2 separate regions of the Anser cygnoides genome follow, and region 1 is linked to region 2. Evidence: chromatin contacts called from public Hi-C data. All regions are on one chromosome and are shown on one strand. The core of a region is the stretch at or near the end of the contact, and the rest is flanking DNA. Distances in the headings are between cores, read along the strand shown.

Evidence for each region. A called contact is a pair of places that touch in the nucleus more often than the background predicts.
Region 1: a Hi-C map of liver shows a contact between it and region 2, with 3 times the contacts expected there. The contact joins two enhancer-like sites. A contact is called at or near these places in 2 of 7 Hi-C or Micro-C datasets (both in liver).

Annotation. Positions count from the first base shown.
Region 1 is chr20:10,184,644-10,191,087 of Taihu_goose_T2T_genome, reverse strand. No RefSeq gene overlaps it. Among named protein-coding and RNA genes, the nearest start is that of NELFB, 15 kb to the left of the region's middle. Within about 2 kb of position 1,292, at least 1 of the 3 cell types and tissues checked has open chromatin away from gene starts, as enhancers often do. A contact at or near this core is called in liver, where this site is marked.
Region 2 is chr20:10,113,308-10,119,937 of Taihu_goose_T2T_genome, reverse strand. The region is part of intron 2 of ARRDC1 (arrestin domain containing 1); the gene reads left to right. Among named protein-coding and RNA genes, the nearest start is that of EHMT1, 13 kb to the right of the region's middle. Within about 2 kb of position 3,632, at least 2 of the 3 cell types and tissues checked have open chromatin away from gene starts, as enhancers often do. A contact at or near this core is called in liver, where this site is marked.

The DNA of each region.
Region 1 (6,444 bases), core at 43-2,542, 73 kb before region 2:
TGTGTTGCTGTCTGTACTGATACTGTTAATTCCTGTTCTGCTTTTACTGCTGCCTCAGTGTAAATGTCAGGCAGAGTGTGCAGGAAGGTGAGCATGGGAAAAGAATAAGCTGTGTGAGTTTACAAGTGACTTTGCATTGATTTCAGCAGGTACAATATATCTGAAAAGAATCTCACCAGTCCTCTAAGCAGGAAGCTGTCTGTATGAATTGTTCCGAATTGCAGAATAACTCAGGTATTGAAGGCACCTCTGAGGGTCTTTGGTTCACCCTCAGACTAGTGCCTACCTAGATGACGTTGCTCAGGAGCAGGACTTTGTATTTACCTCTTAATTTCTTAAGGTTTCTGTCAGGCCATTTCTCCAGCCTGTTGAGTTCCCTCTGAACAGGAGCTCTGCCCAGTGCGTCAGCCATTCTCACAACTTGATACCATTTGCAAACTTGCTGAGGGTGTGTTCTGTCTTTAGGTTACAAATAGAGGCATTAAATAATATTAGCCCTATTACTGACCCCTGAGGAATGTTACGTGTAACTGGCTGCCAGTTGGACTTTGTGCTGTTGGTCACAACCCTCTGGACCTGGTGTCTTGCCAGTTTTCCACGTGGCAATCTGCACCACAGCAAAGGGATTTGACTGTATGTGTTCTTCAGACGGTTGTGTCCAAAGCCCTTTAAGGTCAAGGTAAACTCTGCTGCTCTCCCCTCGTCTACCAAGCCAGGTATCCCTTCTTAGAAGGTTGTCAGGTTTGTCAGGCACAATTAACCCTCGGAGCCCACCCATGCTGGCTGTGCCCAGTTACTTTCTTGCCCTTTTATTTTCCCATCACCCTTTTTTTTTTCTTGGAACTTGAGCACTCCCAATGCCAAGTCATATTCATGAGACTTCTCCATTTCCTGAAGCTGTGTACAAAAAAACCAAAAAGGTGCTCATTAAGCAGAGATGGAAATCCCTCCCCAAAGCTGCCGACTCCCTCTTTGTGTCACTTTCTTTCTCCTGAGATTGGGTTCTGCATGAGGAAAGTGAGCACCATCTCTCTTTATTGCCTCCGTGCCTCCTTGTTTTTCCATTTATGCAGGGACTTGCCTGTATCTCATGGGAAAACTGGGAAGGCAGGTTGGGTTTGTGTACAGACAAGGGTGCTGCCCTCTAGTCCAAGCTGCCTTTGTGCACCTCGTCTCCACTCTGACTCCTGGGGTCAGTATTGCTTTTGGCAGACTCTCGGCAGTTCTTGGCATCGAACTTGCTGGAAACAGGAACTGGTTATTACAATCAATCCTTTCTTGCAAAGCTTTGTTTTTAAACCGTTTAAACTGTCATGTAACTTACACAAAGCAACATCCCACACTGCTGGTGAACCTTTCGCAATGAACCTTCTCAAGTCCATGTTCTGTTCAGGCTCTGAGTTTCTTTTAGGTTTGTGTTAGGGATTCTTTCTGTCACTAAAGGCTTCCCATGTACAGCAGGCTGACTTGCTCTGCTCCTGAAGCATGAACTTCTTTTAATCCAGTCTGACTGTGCTACTTACTGCTAGGCAGAAAGGCCTCTTGTGTTTTAGCCCGTATCCACAGTGCTGATTTTTTTTTTCCCCTGTTTTTTCAGATGGTGCAAAGACATTGAAGCCCAGAGCCCAAACTCTGCAGGTTGTTGCTTCAGCTGAGGAGGGAAAATCTGGGGCAGGGGAGAATTGGAATGGCTGCCAGTCCGTGCTCTCTTGGCCAGCTTTCTTGCAAAAAGATGTGATAAGTTAGAGGAAACAATTTTCAGAAAATATTTTCAGAAGTGAGCATCGAAGTCTGTTACCGTTCTTTGAGGTGAAGATAGTTTTGCTCCAGAAATTAAACAGACTGATGCTTTTGTGTCAGATTGCCCAGCGGCACACTGCCAGGTGCAGTACCACTGGGCTGTTAATGGGAATTGTATTTTCTTTTTCCCTCTTCAAGTAGCCCTTTGCAATTGATGCGGAGATGCAGCGAGGTTGCAAGCAGCGTGCAGTGCTGCGGATGCTCGCTGGAGGGCAGCGCGCCACCGACTGCCCTTCCCTGCCGCCCGAAATCCCTCCCAGCTTGGCATGGAGCAGGGAGCTGGAGCTGCTCCCTGTTTGCACTCATGTTACAGTTTGTCTTTACGACGGGGATGCGATACCTGCGGTACGGAAAAATAGTGCATTCTCTCCAAACCTGCTGCGCCTGACTGGGGAATGAATTTTTGCAATGAATTCTAATTAGCTTGAGCAATCTGGTCCTCTCTGTGTGCTTTTCCAGGGAGATCATAGTAACTAATAGCCCAGAGAGGTTCTTCAGGCTTTTTGGATGGTTAACATTTAACTGAAATTTTATGTTGAGCTGTGAAACAAGTCATTTGGATTGAGCTACATTAGCAGGTTGATAGAGCACTGTAACTGCAATATTGCAGTTGATAAAAGCAGCTCTGAAATTCAGTTACTGAGGCCTCCACTGGCAGAAGAACTGGGTCTACTTTATACAAAATTAGTGGAAAAGATGGTTACTATATACCTTCCTGTGACATACTGACTTGATGCAGGAAAGCTCTTTGTGGACCCAAGCTCTAAGGAGACAGAACAAATCTACTTGAACAGAAGGACTGTGAAGACCCCCCCCTGGGTACCCATCAGCTGCTGAGGGTCTCCTCTGTTTTGTCCGAACTGAGGTTTTTAGGTGATTCCTGGCCACCTCTCTATATAAAAGTAAAAAGGAAACCTGCCATAGGTTTAACTTTGAAGAACTGAGTTAGAAGATGTTGGCCTGCTTGTGTAGTGCACATGGGGCCTGTTCTTGCAGAGGGGAAGCTCGGGCTGTCCTGAACTTCCCCCTTGAGGTCCCTGGATGTCTAGCTCAGGACACAGGTCGGCCAGCAGGTGAGGATGGCGTGGATGAGGAGGCTCCTGCTGCCAGCTTCCTCGCTGCTCCTTACGTGAGGCAGTTCTGCCTTGCTAGTGGAGCAGCCGGTTCCTCGCACCTGGACAGCTGTCAGCACTTGCCAGGGACCAGCCTTCATCTTTCAAGGCTGGCCAGCCCTTGGTGTATGGCCCTTCACAGGGAAAATGATGCTCTACCATCGTCATCTCCCCTGCCTTAAACTGAGCTACGTGACTTGGTCTCGTCATGTCTCTTACCTGTAACGCTCTAGCAAACAGCAATCTCCTCTTGTTCTAATTTCATGCCTCAGCCCACTGTGCTGCCTCAGGTAAAGCTCAATTTTGGGACAAAGCAAGGAGCTGGGCATCAGGCTTACAAGTGACTGGTCCTCTGCTCTGTCCCATCAGGACTCTACAGTGGCAGGGAGGTTCCTGCAGGGGAGGCTCTGTGCCACCCCAAACACTGCCCCAGCACGGTCCTCACCAGTGTCACTTTGGGGAACAGGTATGAAAATTCACCAAAGTGAGCCTGGTAAGTGTTACCGACGTACAAACATCGCAGCATTCCCTTTCTCAAGCATTTAAAGCTTCAAAACCCAAGTAATCAGGTTTTCTGGTCTTAATAATTTCAGCAGCCACAGAACCACAGGGAAGCATCTGTTGTGTTTTCACATGATGTGTTCTTCGCTACCTCCTCTGCTGTACCGGTGCATCACCAGACAATGAACAGAGGTCCCTGGGTCAACAGACAATGAATAGAGGTCCCGAGCAGTTCCCTGGGAAGGAGCAGAGGTTGTCAGCCCCAGACAGCACAGAGCCCTCCGGATCTCTCTCTGTACTGCTGAAGTGCTTGGAAAGCCACCAAATTGTTCTTGCTATGATTTCCAAGATTGGCTGCTGGGGTGTGTGTTGTTGAAGCAGATATATGCATCTTTACGTGCATTTTCTCAGCCTGATGAGGTTTGTGCCATGGAGAAGTGCAAAACTGCACCGGAGGTACCAAGGCTTGATGCGCCCCTTTGGTGGGAGTGGAAGGTCACAGCAGGGAAGGGTAGGAGGTCAAATCTGGGTACGAGGTCAGATCCTGGGTGCTCTGTGCTGGTAGGCGGTCCTGCTCATCTTGGCTTTGTCTGCAGTTCAGTGAGTTTGTTGCTGAATTTCCCCTTCTCAGCAAGTCTTTGGGTGGTGTCAACTCCTGTGGTGGTTTTCTTATTTGGCACAAGGAGCGTGGTCCTTTGCTGGCCTTCTCCTACTGACTTTGCCCTGAGCAGCCTGCAGCACCTGATGTTAGGCTGGACCCGTACCCCTGCTTCTGCATGTGCCTTCACCTTGCCTTCACCTCCTTCTGGTGCCCTGCTTCCCTGGAGCTCCCTGGGGCTGGGGTAATATCTCTGATTTACTGCTCCCTTTTGGGGAAGGGCTTGTCCTTCGCTTGGCAGATGCCTCACCAACACTAGTTTGCAGACCTGGCAGTTAGGAGGAAAACGTGGTTCTTGCTGATGCTGTTTCAGTGCCTTGGCAGCATCTACCAAAGTCCTGCTGGGCTCAGGAAGAACCTGAGCACGTTATTCTAGTATGTCCTCACTGTTAAAGCTCCTGATTTTCCACTGAGATCCATCCATTTCAGGGACTTAAACCTTGACCTTTTGATGAGGGACCATGTGTGTCCACCCAGTGCCTTTAGCTCTAAAATTTAGACAGGAGCCACTCTCACACCTCCTTTGCGCAGAAGCAGTGGAAGGACAGCAAGGAAAGGGGTGAGCTTGACAGACGGGATGGTTACTGTTGTGACAGAGTACTCAGGAGCCTTTTTCTCTAGAAGAACCTCCAGTTATGCTACGGCCACAGTGTCTCAATAGAGTCATTAGGGGTGCAACAAGAAACCCCGTTGCACCAATTTCCTCCCATAGAAGGAAGCTTATTGTTCAAAAAGGGCTGGATCCTGACAGCTGTAATTCCTGCACTTCTCCGGATTAAACCTAAATTGGTGGAAAAGAACAGTTATGAAATCAACCTCCTAGAGAGCGCTGATTGCCGGCTTTGGATTTCCAACCCGTTGACAGTATTTCCCACATAATCCCACAAAATTCACAGCTGGGACCGTTGTAAGGGTGGGCTCCACCAATCTGTAACTTCAAGGATAAAAAGAGGTGGGGACCCAGCAATTTGAAGGCATTGTTGTGCATCTTCACATGTCTGAATGCTCCCGAGCATCTGCTTGTTGGCAGAACACCCTGTTCCCCCTTACTGCTGTGGGCAGGGAGCTGTTTGAAAAGTGGTCAGGAACAATGGGTTGCGATGCAGATGGCCGGAAGGAAGCTGGGCATTTAAAAGGAGTGTCACAAAGTCTGGAGCAGATGTCACACAACAGAAAACTGAATTATCCCTCCCCAAGATACTCTTCTGGGGGAGCTGCTACATAGTTTAGGCATCGCAGTCACCTACAGCTTAGTTCTGGTAAGTGGGAGACCTCCACTGTAAGCGAGGATCCCCTTATCCAGCTTCCCTGGCGATGGAGGTCTTGCTTATATTTTGGAAAAGCATCTAGTCCAGAAAATGAAGAGATGAAAAATCTTGTTAATTCCTTTTTCAGAATAATTCAGCCATTTCAGGATGGAGAACGACAAAGATGTTACCTGTAGGTGTATAAACAGGTACTTCTGGATGCTCTAAATGCTATTTTAGATCCCCTTACGCTGGGGTTGTCTTGGTCCAAGGGAAGTGGTGGCGAGAGGTAACCAGCAGCAGTACTGGCTGCGTGGGGCAGGAGCCGTGCTGCAGCCTGCGCCTTCTGGAGCTCTTCTGTCAGCAGGGAGGAGACTGAACGATGCAGGGTGACTTGGGCAGTTTCTGGCCTTTCTTGCAGTTTTGACAGATGGTACACGTGCTGCTTTATGTTTTCTTTTATACAGTGGTAAAAAGCTATGGAATAGAAATGCCATTATTAATAAGCTGTCTCTCTGGAGAGACATCTCAGTGGAGCAGCTTTTCAGGAGGAGTGAGTATTTCCACAAAGTTGTCTTCACAGCTCTGTTAGATCCTACTGTGCCCAGAAGAGGTGTCTGCTCTCCAGCTTGCTTTGTATCTCATCAGGCCACACTATTAATAAGGGCTGATCCCTGCAGGGCTCGTGGACTCATCCAAGCTCCGTTGCCCTGGCTTGGAGCCCACAAACGAGTTCTGGGCATCCTTGCCAGCACCCTCCCTCCTCCAGAGCCAGGCTCGGTGGCACAAACAAGGGGCAAGTCAGCTTCCTGGAGCTCCAGGTGGGTGTAAGGCAGGGATCAAGGGCAGCTCCTCCCAAGTACAGGTCACGGTGTTGAGGATACCTTGGGCAGGGTTTCAGCTCTGTGGGTGCTCCAGTCTTACCACCCTGCATTCACTGCTTCTCCAGTTCCTCTCCTCTCTGCCTCTTGCCCCGGGGCACCTGGCACTCACTACCTTGTCTTCTGTCCGTTGCCTTCAGCACCATTCTCTCCCTTATGTGATCCCAGCAAACAATGTGGTGTAAATGGCAAGGATCTTTCCCATCTAGGCGAGGGCAGAAGCTTTCCCCCTTTCCTTCGGAGAC
Region 2 (6,630 bases), core at 2,383-4,882:
GCTGGGGGGCCGCTAGCCCACGGGGGCACTCGGTATTTGCCTCCCGGTGGGGAGGATTTGCCTTTCCCACTTGGTCTGGGTGTTTGGCGCGGACCCTCGCTCGCTGGTTCGTCCCAGGTCATCTCCTCGCAAGGAGGGAAACCAAAGAAACGCGGTGACGGGGGGAGCCCTGCAGGCGCGAGCGGTGCTGGGCTGCTCTGGGCGTCCGCAGCGCAGGAGATCGAGCGCACCAGTGGCAGCCAGCACGAAACAGCAGCGCTCGTCCCCGCCGCTCGCAGACAGAGGGGTGTTTCTCCTGACCCGATATAATGGAGTAATTCAGCTCTGCGGAGGGCTCGCGCTCCTCTCCCCTCCCCTATGGCATCTCTGGCCTCGTTCAGCCCAGAGGAGCGGGTCCTGTGCCTGGACCTGCACGGGGCTGTTCTCCTCGGCCACCCTGTGTCTCTGAGCGCGCGCACAGCTTGCCCTGCGTGCGCAAAGGCAGTGTTTTCCTTTTTCCTTTTAATCCTCCTTGTACCTGAGCTGAATGTGTGCAGAGAGCCGGCTGTAATTTCCAGCTGACCTTACTTTTGGCAGCTTGTTAGCTAGCTAGCAGGCGCTGCGGGGAATTCCTGGCTGCTACACCTGCTTCCTCTGCTGGCATATTTCTTGCACAAAGTGCTAAAAGGGGGCAGCTGCGCATCGCTTCTTCCCTGGGTGGTTCTCTGCCGGCCTGGCACGCCGCCTCCCCAGGCACAGGATGACGATCCTGTGCCAGTTGAATTAAAAATCACAATGACTGGAGCGAACAGGCACTGAAGGACCTAGGGGTCTTGGTCTGATCTCAGGAGCCGCGGTGCAAGCAGGACGGGCCGTGAGGAGCCGTAAGGACTCGCTGGTGCCAGCCCCCGCCCACGCAGGGGTTGTGGAGCAGTAACGGCACCTTCAGCCCAGGAAAACCACGTGGAAGGAGCCGCAGTCGCCGTGGGTCGCAGCAGCTTTCTCAGCACTTCCCAGTTTCTTGCCTCAATAGATCGCTGTTAATCCTCAGAAATTTCTGCAGCGTTGCCGTGCTGCCAGATCCTACTAATTCTTTGAAAATGTCACTGAAAGCTGCTGATACAGAGATCCGTGAGCAGCGGAGCCTTTCCTGCAGCCTCACTGCTGGGCACTCCGGTGTGCCTTCTTCCTGTGTGTGCGCCTCCTGCCTTACAGAAAGGTCGGCCTGGGCAGCGCCAGCCACGTGGGAGCACCGCAGGTTGTTCCCGCTGTGTGTTTGCATGCACGCAGACCTGGCGTGAGCACGTTGCTGCTTCAAATGGGAGCCTGGAACTGCTCACACCATCTCTGCCCACCGAGGGGCTGAGCCGAACGCCGGGCCCTTCCCCGGCAGGTCTGGCTGCGCTGGCTGCCAGGGCTGTTCCCTCCGAGGGACTGCTGCGGGGCCGCTGCCAGCGAATGGGCGCGTTCACCCTCGTTTGTTGAGGTTTGTAATCCCATGTATTAGCTTAATCCGCCAGAGACCGAGTTGGAGTCCTCGTGCTAATGCTGCGCCGGCCCAGCGTTGCCTGGAGTGCCCTGGCGCAGGCGGGATTAGCGCTTCCCGGCTGACGCCTCCGATGCAGCCTCTGAGAGCAAGAGGAGCCCTGGTCTCGTGCGCGCCTCGTTCGCAGTGTGCTGGGCCGCGAGCAGGGCAGGGGCGTGGGGGGTGCCGGCGGGCAGGGCTGCAGGGCTCCGCGTCCTGCCGCGCAGCGCGGGGCTGCCTTCTGCTCCTCGCGCAAATATCAGGCGCCGACCTGCGCCTTTCCCGGCCTCCACCCGGACGCCGACCCCGTCAGCTTCAGGAGGGATCCCGAGCTGTGCATTTTCAGTGCTGCCACCAGCTGAACTCTCCTTGCCCGGGGGCGTTGGGGGGCTGGCCGCGGGCAGCAGGGGCTCGCATCACCACGAGCAGGGGAATGGGGGGCACCGGGCACCAGTCTGTGCTGCGTGGCTTGGCCAGCACCGTTAATGCATCGCTCAGTAAGTAGCCAGAGAGGAATTGCCATATGGCCAGGCCTGCTGCTCCTCTGTTAGAAGAACCAAGAAATACGCGCGGGCCAAAAGCTCGGCTTGTTGCTGCTCTGGAGCAGCGGTGGCTGCTGGCCTCTGGTGCCAGCCGGGAGCTGGTGGTCGGGGCAGGAACTGGCTCCTGCACCCGGGGTGGAGGACATCTACCTCCTGGTCACGGCTGCAGAGCAGGCAGCACCCTCCTCCCTGGGGAGCAGAGGGAGCGATGCACCGAGTATTCCTGCTTTTAGCCCTTGTCGAGCTGTGGACAAAGCCTGGCGAGGCAGGGCGAGGTGCATTGTACCCTGCGCTGCCGCTCCAGTTGTCTGGCCCCGCAGGCTCCCGCGTGCTCAGACGTCTGGGCTGTCCCTCCCGGTGCATCGGAGCGTGAGATTTCAGTGGGGTGAGTAACAAGGCTCGACTGAGGCTGTGTGTGTGTGTGTGTCGGTGGCCGAGGCATCTCCCTGCCCTCTGCTGGCTTCTCTCCAGCTCCATGCCCCGCTGGCAGCAGCCCGGCGGCGCTGGCTTTGTCCCGGTGGCGGTCAGCCTGCTCGGAAGCAGGCAGGCCGCTGCTGAGGTGCAGGAGGTGCTTTGCTGTGAGGCGCAGAACTCCTTGGTCCTGCGGGGAACTTGGATGGAATTACTGGGGCTGGGGGAGCAAAGCTGGGAGGAGGCGTTTGGCCGATGTCTCTGTGGCAGCGCTGGTTTGAACTCGTAGCCCAGGCAGGTCTGGCTCCACCTGTAGGGTAAGAGCAGCTTGCCCGCATGGGCTGCCAGTGGAAAAGCTGCAGAAAAACCCATGGAGAGCCGGCTTCCTCGTTCCTGAGCCCCAGCCCTGGCTGATGCCGCTTCTCCCTGCATGGCATGGGGCACAGCGCTGCCCTCGCCCGCATCGCTGCCAGCACCGGGCGCACCTGAGCTTGGCAGGGGGACCTTGGCTCGGATCACTTGTTCAGCAGTGTAAATACCGGCGTGCTGCGGTTTCTCCCCCTCCCACGGTTAAAATAGCGTCCTGCTTTCTCAGCGGCCGTGCCTTGAGCAGGATGGAGGCAGCGTGCTGGCTTACAGGGGGCACGGGCAAACCTTCATGTGTCAGTCCAGAGCTGTCTGCGGGTGCGTCCGGCTCCGGGGCTGGCTCAGGAGTACGCTCGGCTCGAGTTTTGCATGGGAGTGCTGCGTGGCCCTGGGGAGAGCCCGTTAACCTCTGTCCCTCCACGGCACATCGGGGAGCCGAGCTGCACCCCAGTCACCTCCTGGGCACCAGGGAGAGGGCTCGCTGTGGATGGAGGAGATTCCTTTCTGCACACGATGGACCAAGCCCTTCCTCATCTCCTCCTGACAAGCGAACGGCCCATGTCCAAACGTGGAAGGGGACCGGCAGGGCCGTGAAAGGGAGAGTCCTGAGGCCAGACAAATCCCTGCTGGCAGCAGAAGCAAGGAGGGAAATCTCCAAGGTCATTCTGTGCTCTCCATGCCGTTAGCGTGTCCCTGCTGCTCCAGGTTTGTTGTTTTCCCAGCTGTGGCAGCCTGTCGGGGCAGCAGCTCCTTTCTCTCCAGGAATTTTTAGGGAGGATGTTTCCAGCGTGGGAGCAGCCCAGCCCCCTGGCTCAGCTCCTATCGGAGGAAAGGTACGGCCCCGTGTCGGAGCCCTGCTAATCCGGCTGCCTCCACTGCCTAGTGACTTTCTCAAGGTATTTTTAGCTGTACGTAAACTTCAGGAAAAGCTTCTGCGTCTGAACACACAGCGGCCTTTGTTTGGGCTTCGGGGAACATCGAGGTAATGGCTGCGGTGGCCTGCACGGCCCTTTCCCCTCGCTTTGTGCATTTAAAAGCTGCCCGGGAGCCCTTGGGCGTGCTGTGCGCTGCCAGGGCCGCCCCGGTCTCTTGCTGGAGCGTGTCCTTAGCGCAGCTCCTGCTCCCGAGGCAGCCCTCTGCCTTCCCAAAGGGCTGGGGCAGTGTTTGCATGCCGGGGCGGCCACCAGAGGAAACCTTTGGACCTCTGTCAGCTGCCAGCAGCGGTCTCTGTCGCGAAGCCAGCCTGGGTGTCCCGCTGCCGCTGTAGGGCCGTGGTGCACGAGGACAGCCTGGCCGTGCTGCCTCCAACCCGTGCCAGAGGGAGGGCAAGCGCTGCGTGTCCCTTGCAGGGTGCCAGGGTGGCTTTCGGTGCTGATTTCCGGGTGAGAGGAGCCAGGGTGGCTGGGGCAAGGGCAGCTGCAGATTGTCCCCTTTGTAACAAACCGTGCCGGCGTTTGGGAATGGGAGCTCAGCCTGTGGGGCAGAGCTGCCGGCTGGAGAGTTCAGGGGTGGTTGTCACCTCCCTGTCCCAGTACAGGGGGGACCGCGCACCGGGCTCGCCAGCTTCCCCTCTGCCAAAGCCACCCGACACGTGGCAAAATCCCCAAATGGCTCGGTGATCCCAGGCGAGGCAGGCGCGGAGCTACCTCTGTGCCCGTGCCGGGGGGATCCCTGCCAGCAGAGATGAGCGGGAGCCCTGGGAGCAGCTCGGCGTGGGGCTGCTGCCAAATGTCTGCCCCTGTCCTGCTGGACCCGGGCTTCCCAGCAGCCCTGCCGCTCCGCCAGGCGCCCGAACACACCTGTGCTTTTGTGGGAGCCTCCCATTTGGCCAGGATCTTCTGTTTTTCTTCTACTTTTATTAGCCCTTGTCCCAGGAACGGCTCTGGCACTGAGTTGTTGTGCTCGTCCCGCCGTGCAGGCTCCTGGATGCTGCTGCGTGCACCCGGGCTGGTGCTCACAGCCCGCCTGCTCCAGCAGCCCCCGCCCTGGCACCACGGGCAAGAAACTCGGGTGTCTGGGGGGGAGCTGGGGCTCTGCGAGCACCCAGCCCTTGTTACCTGGGCACAGCACGCCTCAGGGCTGGCACAGAGCTGCTCCGTGCTGCCGGGGTGGCGGGGGAAGGAGGGTGTGCGATGGGAAGGCTCAGGCCTGAAAACCAGGGCTGCTGCTAATTGCCTGCAGCGTCTCTCCGCTTAATGGAGCTGAGGGCAGGGCTCGTGGCATTCCCCTGGCTCGTTGTGGCTCTCAGTTAACGCTGGTGCTTGGGCTTGGTGTGCGCTGTTGGGTGCTCTGTGCTGAACTCCGCTGGAGGCTGGGGAATGGCATCGGTGCCACCAAGTCAGTTGCTGGCGGCTCCCAGAGCCCAGCCGCATCCTCTGTGAGCGGCGTGGGCCTGGCAGCCTGCCCCTGCCTGGTGCTGCACGGGGTGGGCTTCATCTCTCGCCCCGTGCAATTTTAAGGACCCCTGGTTTTCCACTAGGGGTTGGAAACTGAGGGCGTGAAGCGCTGGCAGCTTCACTTCCAGCCCGGCTTTGTTTGGTGGACGTGGGCTGGGCAGGAGCTGGGCCTGCAGAGAGCGAGGGCCCGGCTGTGAGGCCGCAGCGTTGCATGGAGCCCCAGAAACTCTTGGAGCAGTGACCAAGCACCGGGTTAGTTAGCAAGGCTTTGCCCTGTAACCAGAAAAGACGCCCGTCTCCCAGACTGCTGCCTTTCACCCAGCGAGACTTTCCCGAGAAGGGAACAGAAGCCTGGGGTGGCCGGAGGCTGGCAGCGCGGGCTTTGCCTTGCTTTATGCCTCCACCTTGTGACAAGCCGGCACGTTGCATTTCAGCCTACGTAGCCTGGTTCTGTCTGGGGGACGGGGAGGGCGATCACCGGGGGGGTGTTTTAGTGGGGTGCTGGGAGTGAGCAGACCGTCCCCTTCCATCCCACACGGACAGCTCTCGCTTCTCCTTGGCTCCCTCTGCAGCGGCCCCAGCCCAGACGTGTTGGGGCTGTGCCGGAGGCGGGCTGCCAGCAGCGAGGGCAGCGCTGCCTGACGTGAGAAGGGGACGGGGCCGAACACCGCCTTGTCTGCCTGGAACCACGCTGCAAATGGGGGCAATTCCCCCCAGATTCTTCCCCCCCTTCCCCGGCCCTGTGATCCGCTCAGTCCCCTGGCGCTGGGACCGTTCCTGTCAGCTCTGCGGAGCCAGCACTGCGGACAGGCAAGCTGCCTCCTTGCACCAACCCAGCAGCTAGCCAAATCCCGAGCCTCGGCACCTCCAGCAGCGATCCTACAAAGGGGAACAAATGCAGCGTGAGTTACTCGGTGTCCAGGTCCGCTGTTAGCACAGCCAAGCTGGAAACAAACCCTCCCATGTTTACACACGTTCAGCAAACGTGGAAGGCCCTCTGCGTCTCGGGGCTCGTCTGACGGCAGGCGGCCTGCGGAGCTGCCCGATGCTGCCGGGTCACGCTGTGGGCCTGGTTTGGGGTCGCCGCTGCCCTGGGAGGGGTGTGGGACCCGGCTGGGCGCTGGGGAGGGCGGGTTGGGGGATCCTGGGCTTGTAGCTGTGGTTTTAGCCGTGTCTTGGCTCCGCTCTGTGCCCTCGAGGCTGCTGTTGGGGAGTGAGATCGCTGAAGAAAACCAGCGCCGAGGTTTGAGCTTCCAGCGCTGGGCTGCAGCCAGGGGCCGGGAGCCCGCAGCCTGCCCCGAAGTGCTCGGTGCCGTGGGGGGGAATTCACGGCCTCGGTTTGCTCGCAGGCTCCTCTCCCCGCTCAGCCTGCGCGGCCTCTTGCTGCCGGTGCGTGGCTCTGCACGGAGAG